2 separate regions of the Triticum aestivum genome follow, and region 2 is linked to region 1. A link is a contact called in public Hi-C data. All regions are on one chromosome and are shown on one strand. Each heading gives the region's core, a stretch centred on a gene start, on an enhancer-like site or on the middle of the called end of the contact. The rest is flanking DNA. Distances are from core to core; before and after follow the strand shown.

Evidence for each region. Hi-C and Micro-C count contacts between places; a contact is called where the count stands out from the background.
Region 2: a Hi-C map of leaf shows a contact between it and region 1, with 6 times the contacts expected there. The contact joins the enhancer-like site here to the promoter of LOC123110437 in region 1. A contact is called at or near these places in 3 of 5 Hi-C or Micro-C datasets (leaf and an unstated tissue).

Annotation. Positions count from the first base shown.
Region 1 is chr5B:65,288,283-65,294,115 of IWGSC CS RefSeq v2.1, reverse strand. LOC123110437 (auxin-responsive protein IAA30) reads left to right here and starts at 1,354. Exons shown (of 5, transcript XM_044530942.1): 1 at 1,354-1,869; 2 at 2,996-3,198; 3 at 4,212-4,344; 4 at 4,478-4,539; 5 at 4,668-5,140. The coding sequence starts at 1,547. The coding sequence ends at 4,705.
Region 2 is chr5B:65,651,920-65,657,306 of IWGSC CS RefSeq v2.1, reverse strand. LOC123110439 (probable serine/threonine-protein kinase PBL15) reads left to right here. Exons shown (of 10, transcript XM_044530944.1): 10 at 787-1,205. The coding sequence ends at 1,190. It also overlaps the pseudogene LOC123114642. Among protein-coding and RNA genes, the nearest start is that of LOC123110439, 12 kb to the left of the region's middle. Within about 2 kb of position 3,731, at least 3 of the 8 cell types and tissues checked have an H3K27ac peak or open chromatin away from gene starts, as enhancers often do.

The DNA of each region.
Region 1 (5,833 bases), core at 105-2,604:
GTGCCAGGTCCTGGACTCTGAAGCCGTCGATCCACTTGTCTTCCCAAAAACGTGTGTCTTGCCCATGCCCTACTGAAGCTGTTGTCGCCGCACGAAAGAGCGCCCTTGACTCTGCTGGGATTGTGATTTGGAAATCTGCCCATGGCCTAGTATGATCTGTACGTTGTAACCACGGCGTCCTGGCCATCATCGCGATGTTCAACCATCTCAGATTTGGTATGCCGAGTCCTCCTGCCCACTTAGGGCGGCAAACCAGATCCCACGCCACGGCGCAATTACCACCGCACGCGTCCATCTTACCACACCAGAGGAAACCCCGACAGATCTTCGTCAGGGCGGTGAGGGTCTTCGGAGGTATGTTCATGGCGAGCATGGCATGAATTGGGATTGCACATAGTCCAGAGAGAATGAGGATGAGCCGTCCACTTTTTGGTAAGGTAGCGGCCTTCCAGTTGGGCAGGCGGCTAGCGAATTTCTCCACCAAGTAATGGAACTGTGCCGGGGTGGCCTTTCTGATTGAGAGCGGTAGTCCAAGGTACTTACAAGGGAAAGATGCCTTCGTGCAGTCTAAGGATGTGCAAACTGCCTCAAGCTCCTCCGTTGAGCAACGGATAGGTAGTGCCGCACTCTTAGCAAGGTTCACCACAAGGCCTGAGGCAGCCCCAAACAGCTCCAGGATCTTTCTGCAAGCTCTGATTTCCTGAGCCACGGGCTTGAAAAACAACATGACATCGTCGGCGAACATGGACAATCGCTGGTGCACTCCATTTGCAGCAAGGGGGGCAAAGATGCCCTGATCCGTGGCCTTGCTGAACAAGGCTTGTAGAGGCTCCATACAGAGGATGAAAAGCATGGGGGAAATCGGATCTCCTTGTCTCAGCCCACATGCATTATATATCGTCTCATCCGGCACCCCGTTTACCGCAATTTTCGTCGTCGAGGTGGCAAGCAGTCCACATATCCACTCGGTCCATCTCCTCTCAGGAACTAATTAATTGTGGTATATTATGCACAATAGCAATAGCATTGCGCTAGCACCGTATTGTGGATCATGGTAATCTAGTTCCTCTTAACAAGTTTTTGTATGTGTTATACATTATCTGTATAATCAATTAATTTTTTAGATTTTATATCTATTCTCCACCACAGATTATAAAATAAGTTAGCATATAATACTCCATCGACAACAAGCTGAGTCTAAGGCGCCTAAACAAATGAATAGCTCTAGAGAACAAATCAAAAATATTAGCAGAGGGGCTAAGGCGCAAAAGAGGCTGGCCATGCATTATCATGGCCCTATTATTCTACACGCCCACACCAACACCCTCGCTGCCATTATTATTTCTGCCTGCCCCCCTCCCTCCTCTCTCACTCTCTTTATCTATTTCCATCCGCATTTGCATCGCTCGCCTTTCGCATTGCAGCCTCTCAAAACAGCCAAACCGAACCCCAAAAGCTCGCCGAGAAACGCAGAAAGGAGCGAAGCAAACCAAGCAGCAGCAGCAGCGGAAGAAGAAGAAGAAGCGAGGAGCTGAGCCAGCTAGCAATGGCGGCGGACCTGGGCTTCGAGGCGACCGAGCTCCGGCTCGGCCTGCCCGGCGGCGGCGAGGGGGAGGCGAGGAGCTCCTCCGGCAAGAGGGGCTTCGCCGAGACCATCGACCTGAAGCTCAAGCTGGAGCCGGCCGGCGAGGAGGCGCCGGCCGAGGAGGATCGGGCCGACGTGGCCGTGGTCGCCGCCGCGGCGGCAGAGAACCAGGAGGAGACGGCGACCGACGCCGGCGGAGGGAAGATGAAGAGGTCGCCGAGCCAGAGCAGCGTCGTCACCACCGCCGCGCTGCCCGACCCCGCCGAGAAGCCGCGCGCTCCCAAGTACGTGCATCTCCATCTCTATCTCCACTCCACCCATCTCTCTGCTACGCTCTGCTCTGCATGCAGCTCAGCTCTGCTCGTCTTAAGCTCTTCGTACCGCAAGCTTTCAAAAAACAAAACAAAACATAAAAACGCGAGCCTAACTAACTAGTTTGCGAGCAAAACCAACTTGATTAACGGGCAGTTAACGGCATGAGTCGCTCTGCTTCTCTTGCCATGATCGATCTAGCTTAGCTTGTACTAGTCCATGCATGTTCAATCACGGCCGGTGATCATCAGATCGAGGGCTGATCATGGATGAGTAGAGAGGAGATGATGGGTGAGATCTACGGAGAGATTCATCCATCCATCTCCATCTGCAGCGGCAGCAGCGGTAGCCAGCAGAGAGACAGCAGCATGTTACGTGTGGGGCAGTGGGGGACAGTGCCTAGTGCCGACACGATAAAAGAAAGCCACGCACACTGCACTCCACTGCACTGCTGCCCCTCCCTCCCTCTCGCACGGTTTACTTTTTTGGTCCACGTCGCCATCATCCCCATATCACTCGTATCCTGTCCTCACGCTACAATGGCAAGGAGAAAGATAATAGATTGTCATATTGCCCATACTGCCCCTTCCCGGCCATGGCATTGGCATCCACTGTATCAAGATATGGCATGGCCCCACCTTGTTGGGTTCGGCGTTCTAGATCTATCTGCCCCCGATCTCCTCCCTCTTGTACAAATCAAGCTGAAACTTATCACATTCTATATATATTCTGTGTCACTTTAGACCTTTAGTAGATATATATAGTATGAAGAAGAAGAAAAAGGTAGGTAAAAAGTAACCAACATGCAGTAGTTTTTGTTTTTATTCATCTGAGTAAACAGTTGAAAATGTGCTGTGGAGATGTATGTGCCATGTGTGGATAACAAAAACGAGAGGACAAAGGTTGCATGCATGTCATGCGTTGCCACAAAAGTTTTCATTTCATAGAAGAGCGAAGAAAAGGGGGAACAAAATGGATCTGAATTTATATATATTTGCAACCCATGGATCATGAAAGAAACCCATGCATCTGTGTATGTTAGTTTAACATAACATGTTTAAAACTAACCAAATCGTTTGGGTGGTTAATTTTATCCAGGGCGCAGGTGGTGGGGTGGCCTCCGGTCCGGTCGTTCCGGAAGAACATCCTGGCGGAGAAGTCGTCGCCGGCGGCAGCGGCGGCGTTCGTCAAGGTGAGCATGGACGGCGCGCCCTACCTGCGCAAGGTGGACCTCAACATGTACAAGACCTACCAGGACCTCTCCAAGGCCCTCGAGAAGATGTTCAGCTCCTTCACCATCGGTATGCATGCTTCTTTTCTACATATCTCTAACACAATACTACATATTTCTCATGCTACCTCGGCCCGTTCGGAACACCGAAATTTCACGCGAGCGTATATATAAGTGTGTAAAAAAGTCAAAAAAAAGTGTGCATATTAGACCGCTGAATTTTCTAGAACTGTGTTTCCTAAACCCTAGTCCCATTTATTTATTACAAGATTGCTATCTATCTAGCTTTTGTTTTCTATCTACTCCCTCCGTTCCCAAATACTTGTCTTTCTAGGCATTTCAAATGGACTCAACATACGGATGTATGTAGACATATTTTAAAGTGTAGATTCACTCATTTTGCACCGTATGTAGTCACTTGTTGAAATCTCTATAAAGACAAGTATTTAGGAACGGAGGGAGTAGTATCTAGCTGTAGTGTTCCTGAACTTTTATACACAAAAAAGATCAGAACATATTTATGAAGTTACTGGCTATATATGGTACATGCATGCATGACTTGCGTATATGATTGCACTTCCATTTGCATGTATGGTGGTGGTCACCATGTGGTTTTGCCAGGGTGTGCATGATTTGCATCGATCCTATTCCTTGGTAGGTGTCTTCCCTGTCTGTGGCATATTGTCCTTGTCTCTCTACCATATGTACACAACAGCTAGCAAGCTCATGATCATGATCATGGCATCTGCTCACTCAGCTAGCTATCTTTGGTTGGTTCATGATTAGCATGAGTCGTTGTAACTTGATACCCAGTAAGCAATAATCCAACATGTTGGAGCGTGCATCTTGAAAAAGATGCAACCAATGGTCGGTTTCCCAAAAACAACAATTATTGGTTTTTCTCTGTTGTGGTGATTGTAGATTTGTGGCCCGTTGATTTGATACGGAACTTTATTCGGCACTTCTCGTTGTTAACTAGTAGACCATAACAACTGCTCTGAACTAGCAGTACGTATTTCCCAAATTACTGTTGGTGCTCTGGAATTAGATATTAATCCCAGTGTACGTGCTGTCACACTTCAGGAAACTGTGGAACTCCAGGGATGAACGGCATGAACGAGAGCAAGCTGATGGATCTTCTCAACGGATCCGAGTATGTTCCGACGTACGAGGACAAGGACGGCGACTGGATGCTCGTCGGCGACGTCCCATGGGAGTGAGTGTTGCATTCTTGATTCTCCATATGCATAATGCTCCATTTGTGTACTTTATTTCAAACATCTGAAGTACTACTCTGAATCTTTGGTAAGCACTGGCCTGATGTAACGCTCCGTTTTCTAAAATTTCAGGATGTTCGTCGAGTCATGCAAGCGCCTTCGGATAATGAAGGGATCAGAAGCTATTGGCCTTGGTCAGTAGATCTCTCTTAAGTTTCAGATCAGCGGATGAAATGCTTTTTTCTTCTAGAGGTTTTGTTAAGTTTTGGGGTGACTTTTGTTTTGATTGTGAATTGTTTTGTTTTATTTTGAATTGTTTCAGCACCAAGGGCGATGGAGAAATGCAAGAACAGGAGCTGAGGAGAGGATGCACTAAATGTTATGCAAGAATCAAAATACCTATATAACCTTGCTTGCTCATCCCTGTATCATATTCTCTGTCCTAAGTCTAAGTCTGTATCTCCTGATCAGTGAAGTCATTTTGGTTTGTGATCTTCTCTTTTCCAGTCAGTCAGTCCCAAGTCTCATCTTGTTATATACATAAGAAAGAAGAAGCCAAGAACATGTGAGATGTATCTGTACCTGTCTGCCACATAATTGTGTCTTCTCCTTTTTGCTCTGTTTGTTCTTCCTTTTTTTTCTCTTCTTATGTCTCTTCTTGGCACAAAATGCAAAGGCACCCTATTTTTCCTCTTGCGGTTTGTCCATCAAAAGTTGTTTAATTATCAGCATGGTGTGACTGTCAACAGAACATATATTTATTGCAAGGTGTTAAATGTTAATTGTATTGTATTATGAGCTTGCATGGTGCTTCCTTTTGACATGATTTATTCTGGTGTTGTAAACTTATAATGGTGTTCCACTGAATCATGAGAGGATTCAATGGTAGAGTAGAGATGCTTTGCTCTGTGGTGCATTGTCGACATACAAATCAATGTGTGTGTCAACATGGCTGTCCATGTTTTTTTTATATGTGGAGCCAACTGGGAGGGGAGAGATGGACAGAGGCATCCCATGTGCACACTTGATTTTCATATGCCAATCACTAGCTCTCACTACTATTATGAGGCATCACACTTTGCTGCATCTTTTGCTGTCATGTACTATTATTATACATGCCATTGTTTGGTGCATTGTGCCCTGTGTCATGATAAAGGGTGCAGGTTTGGACAAAGTTGAGCTGTCCTTTCCCTGTTTTCTAGAGAGGCCCAACAAAAGAAAAACATGAAGTGCTGGAGGGTGTTGCCATGATTTCTGGGAACTTTCAGCTGTACCTTCCTAGCCATGAGTATCTCCCCCAACTAAAGGTGACTTTGCATGTTAGATTAAGCAAAACATATTTCCCTTTGGAGATCATGTCCCCCTGTAATGATGCCAGCCTTGAGTCTTTTCAAGTGCACATTGTCCTCCTCTCAAGGCAATCTTGTGTTGCTTCCACCAAGAAATTGCTCAGTAAAAAGGGGTCACTATGGATATTATTGTTTCTTA
Region 2 (5,387 bases), core at 2,482-4,981, 360 kb before region 1:
GGTTAACATGCTAAATTTTTTGCAAAATATTTTAAATATTTTAGGGCATCCGGTGCACCGGTAGCACCACAAGTTCGGGTGCACCAGATACATTCCCTCAACCAACTAGTACTAGTACTCCTGTAGCCGTCACGTGAGCAAGCAATCAACAAGTAGTAGTAGTACTCGAGTAGATTAACTTCAAGTAGCAGCAGCAGCAACGCGATCCACTCCACGCAAAGAAAACGCTAGCGGCTGCCTCGGGACTTGAGCAATACGTGGAGAAGCACCGGAACTTGGCGACTTGCGATTTGACAGCAGCGTTGCAGCCTTGACTTGGGCCCGTACGGAGTTCCTGTCGGTCTCGGCCTGGTACGGCGCTGCAGCGAAAATCGATCCGAAGCCGGATCGCCTGGTCACGTACGGGCGGCGGCGCATGTAACCCTAATTCTCCCGATCTCTGATCTCGTATCTATAACCTCAGCTCTGTATACCATTTGTTAGATAATAACGAGAAATAAACGAGACACAGAGATATGGATTTTTACGTGGAAACCCTTGCGGGAGAAAACCACGGACGCACGAAGGCGCAATCATTATGATGGAGGAGTATTATAAGCACGAGACGACAGACCGTCTGAGGTGCGACTACATGAGGTATATAAGAGGGCAATACATGAAAGTCCTCGAAGGACAAGTAAACGAGTTGTACTCGTACGCGTCGGTACCAATGCAAAGGCCCACACCGTATGTACTACATCTAGTCCAATACGGTACTAGAATTTAGATCATAATTTAACACAATATATGGCATTGGAGGCATTGGCAAGACAATCTTGGCACAATTGGTATTCAATGACCCAAAGTTCCAAGACTACACTCGGGTGTGGGTATATGTTTCCCAGGAATTCAACTTGAACAAGATTGGCAACTCCATAATAACACAGTTAACAGACAAGATCAGCAATATACCTACCAAACAGATGCTTCATAAATGCCTCAAAGAGCTATTTGATGGTAAGAGCATCCTTATTGTTTTAGATGACCCGTGGGAGGAGAACCCAAAAGAGTTAGATAAAATGAAGGTTATGCTAGGGCTTGGCCTAGGAAGAAAGGTGATTATAGTAACTACACGTGATGGAGGTCTAGCAAGGAAATTTTGTAGTCCTGCAGTTGCACCATACAAGTTGGAGACTTTGACCGTTAATTAGTGTTGGACTATAATAAAACAAAAAGCTGACTTTGAAGACCGAATTGACCAAGAACAATTGGAGCATATAAGAAGGGAGATTGCCACCAAGTGTGGAGGAGTGGCCTTAGCGGCCCAATCACTTGGATACATGTTGAACGGCATGAGGTCAGATGAATGGGAGTCGATGAGAGACAGTCATATTTGGAATCTATCTACTTCTATGGGCCATGAAGTGCTTGCGTCCTTACAGCTAAGCTACAGCCACATGTCTGCTTGGTTGAAGTTGTGCTTTTCCTATTGTGCAATCTTTCCAAAAGGTCACAAAATAGCCAAGTATGATCTAATTCACCAATGGATTGCTCTTGGATTCGTCGAGCAATCTAGGATATTTGATTCTATGCAGCTCTGCGAGAATTATGTCACTCAACTTTTGGGGATGTCCTTCCTTCAATATTCAGAGGCACCTTGGGTGAGTTACAACATAATTTTACTCTTACTTTCAACCTTAGATATTCCAGCTCACATATAGTATGTTTTCACGATGACTCCTGGAGCAGAAGCATTGTAGTGCACATGCTCCTGTTGCAATTATTTTTTTCACATTTTATTGGAAAGTTAAGAAATGTGTATGTTGTACAAATGTACGGTGTTATGCTCACTAACAAAAAAACGTGAATGAATATACATTCATGGATTGTACGAAGTTAAATTTATGCACACATCATTTCTCCATTTTGGCCAAATTTTGTCGGATAACAAATATGAATAGTTTAAAATATTTGTAATAGTGGTCATACCCTAATACAATACACAATAAGTGTGTGCCAAATATATATTTGCACTCTGAAACTCCCTCGGATAACGAAGGCGCCGTAGGATAGAGGGACAGAGTTGAATCGGATTAGATCTGGCGGGCTGCCAGTTGGTACGTCTACTGGGCAGCAGTGGCCAAATTAGCAACACAATTCTCTTCTGAATAATTTAGGTAATCAACCACTCAACGTAGCTAAAATATAATCAATCACTCAACGTTTAGGACGACTACCCTTCTTAAATTTACGTATAGGAAGGCGGAGGGATTGCCACCGTTAGTCGGAGGGCACCCATGATGCTTTAGTTAACACAGGTGCTCGAGTGGCGACATTTTGGCTGCTATCAGCGTGCACGGGATTGCGAGTTCATCCACCAGGTAGATATCATGGAGGCCCTTTGGCGAGGATGGGTTCATTTGGAACCTCTCGGCCTTTACATTATATATTCTGTGTAGTCGGCCTTTCCACGTTCTCGGTCCAGCAGATCGCCTCTGAGCCGGACGAAGACTTCCCGCTGGTTCCTATTCGGCGCCTTAAGCGCCCGTTACAGGCATTCCTGCTAACGGGCGCACACCCCTCTCCCCCTCCTATCGCTACTAACGGGCCGGCCCATCTCCCCATTGTTATATGGTTTCTATACCGCAAAAAAGGAACCCCAGATAGAATCGAACACAAGACCTCCTGCACCAATGGATACTGCACTAACCACCACGCCACCCAACCCGCGCGGACAAGTAATATCTTTTGTTTCCTTTATTCTTTCGTATTTCCTTTTTCCATTACTTTTTTTCCTTTTTTCCTTTTTCTATTTTCTGTTTTTTTCTCTTCTTCCTTTTTCAAATGGATTAACGTTTTACAATTTTTCTATGCAACCTTTCGAAAATCAATAAACCATTTTTCAAATTTGATAAACTTTTCTCAAAATTGGTGAACTGTTCATTTTTTTGATGAACTTTTTTTTGGAAATTGATAAACTGTTTTCAAATTTGATGACTTTTTCAAAACCAATGAACTTTTTCCAAAATTGGTGAACTTTTTACAAATTCGATGATCTTTTTTCAAATTTTTGATGAACTTCTTTGAAATTCCATGAACTTTTTTCCAATTTCGATGAACTTTTTTCAAATTCATTTGTTTTCAAATTCGGTGAACTTTTTTTCATTTTTGATGTTTTTTTTTCAAATTTTGATGAACTTTTTTCATATTCCATGAACTTTTATTGAAATTCGATGAACTTTTTTCAAAATCAATGAAGTTTTCACAAATTTGATGAACTTTTTTTCAAATTCGATGAACTTTTTTCAAATTCAATGAACTTTTCCCAAAGTCGATGATTTTTTTTTCAAAAACGATGAACTTTTCCAAAGTCGATGAATGTTTTTTCAGAATTCGTGAATTTTTTTGAAAATTGATGAACTTTTTCCAATTTTTATGAACTTTTTGAATTCGTCAATGTTTTTCGAATACATGAATTTTTTTTTTCTAATTTGTGATGTTTATTAAATTCTGTGGACATTCAAAATTTGTTCAGATTTCTTTTCCAAAGAAATACTATTTTTCTAAAGTAGTTCTTAAACCTTTCGCGTTGCAAGATTTTCGTAAGGGCTGTATTGGTCTACTGGTTAGCTGACCATGCACAGGACCTTAATGGTGCCGGTTCGATTCCTTATGGAAGCAGCAGTTGCGTTTCTTTTTTCTCCGATGTGAATACATTTTTGCACTGCCCCTGCTGTTCATGGGCCGGCCCATTCGCGAGCTGCAGTGCGCGCCGGTTGCGCCAACCGGCGCATAAGGCGCCGAAGAGGAGGTCTCAGACTTCCCATCCTGGGGAAATCCTATTTGGCGCTGCAGGCGCCGGTTAACGTGCATTTCGTTAACGGGCGCCTGCAGCGCACACCACCTACCGCAAGCTGGGCCGGCCCGTTTACTTGTTTTCTCATTTTGATAAATCGGAAAAAACAGCGCTCTAGGTAGGATTCGAACAAGCGATCTCCTGGTTTCGAGAACACCGCGATAACCACCGACACACTCCTTCGGATCTGACTGATTACCTTCTTTTGAGAGTAAATACTTACTGTTTTTTCGAACGATTTTGTTTGATTTTTTCTTTTTACTTTCTTTTTATTCTTACATTTCTTGATAATTAATAAATGCGCGAACTTTTGTAATTTTCGCTACTTTGTTTTGGTAAAATCGATGAACTATTTTTCAGTTCGTAAACCTTTTTTGAATTCGATAAACTTTTTTTAAATTGATGAACTATATTTTCAAAATCAATGAACTTTTTTCAAAAGTTGTGAATTTTTTTTCAAAACTCGTGAACTTTCATGAAAATGGGTGAACTTTTTTTCAAAACCGATGAATTTTTTTCAATTGTATGAACTCTTTGTGAAAATCGATGAACTTTTTCAATTTTCTTGAACTATTTTGTATTTGATGAACTTTTCCAAAATTTTCATGAACTTTTTTCAAACTCACGAACTTTTTTAATTTCGCTAACTTTTCTGGAATTAGTGAACTTTTTCAAATTTATGAAAAAAAATCTGGAAATAGTGAACTTTTTTCAATTTTCGTTAGCTTTCTTGAATAAGTGAACCTTTTCTTTTTGAAACAAATTCGTGAACCTTTTTTAAATCTGTGAACATGTAATTTTGGAACAGCGCGGCTGCAATTGTCCTTAAACCCTTCGCGGTAATGTTAGCCAGTCTTATGAGCGGGTCTAGTGGTAAGCCAACTGCGTACTGCAAGGCAACGACACATGTTTGAATCCTCGGCGCGACAAGTTTTTTAGGTATTTTTTCGCTGTTGTTGCTTGTTCGTGGGCCGGCCCACTAAGGCGGCGCAGCGAGCGCCAGTTTGGTTCAGCGGCGCTGAACGCGCTGAATAGGAGGTCCCTCCCCATCTTTGGCTGATTTGTTTTTTCTTTTCTTCCGTTTTTGCCTATTGTTCACGGTGCTCTCTCTCTCTCTGCTTTTCTCACGCATTCAACTTTGACTAGTGTTTGTTTAGTCCACTGCACTAACTAACTTCGTCTTAACCTCTATGGATTTAGCGTTGACCCTTTTCTCGCTTGATCTAATAGGCACAACTTTGACCACTGCATGTCTTCCAATAACTTTTCAGCTGATACTATACTCACAACGACAAAATATTGTTCCATATTAATGGCCATGAAAATATCATACCCACACGGAAGTACTTCCATGGATATACTGCTATGTTTACGTACATTTTTTTTACGGTTATATGGCAGCATTTCCATGGATAAATTTACCACTACAAAATGAAATCAAATCAAAATTCTAACAACATTATTTTTTCAAATTTTTTTTGCTGCAGGGTTATAGACAAGAAGACAAATATATTACATTCTTCACGATGCATGACCTAGTGCATGATCTCGC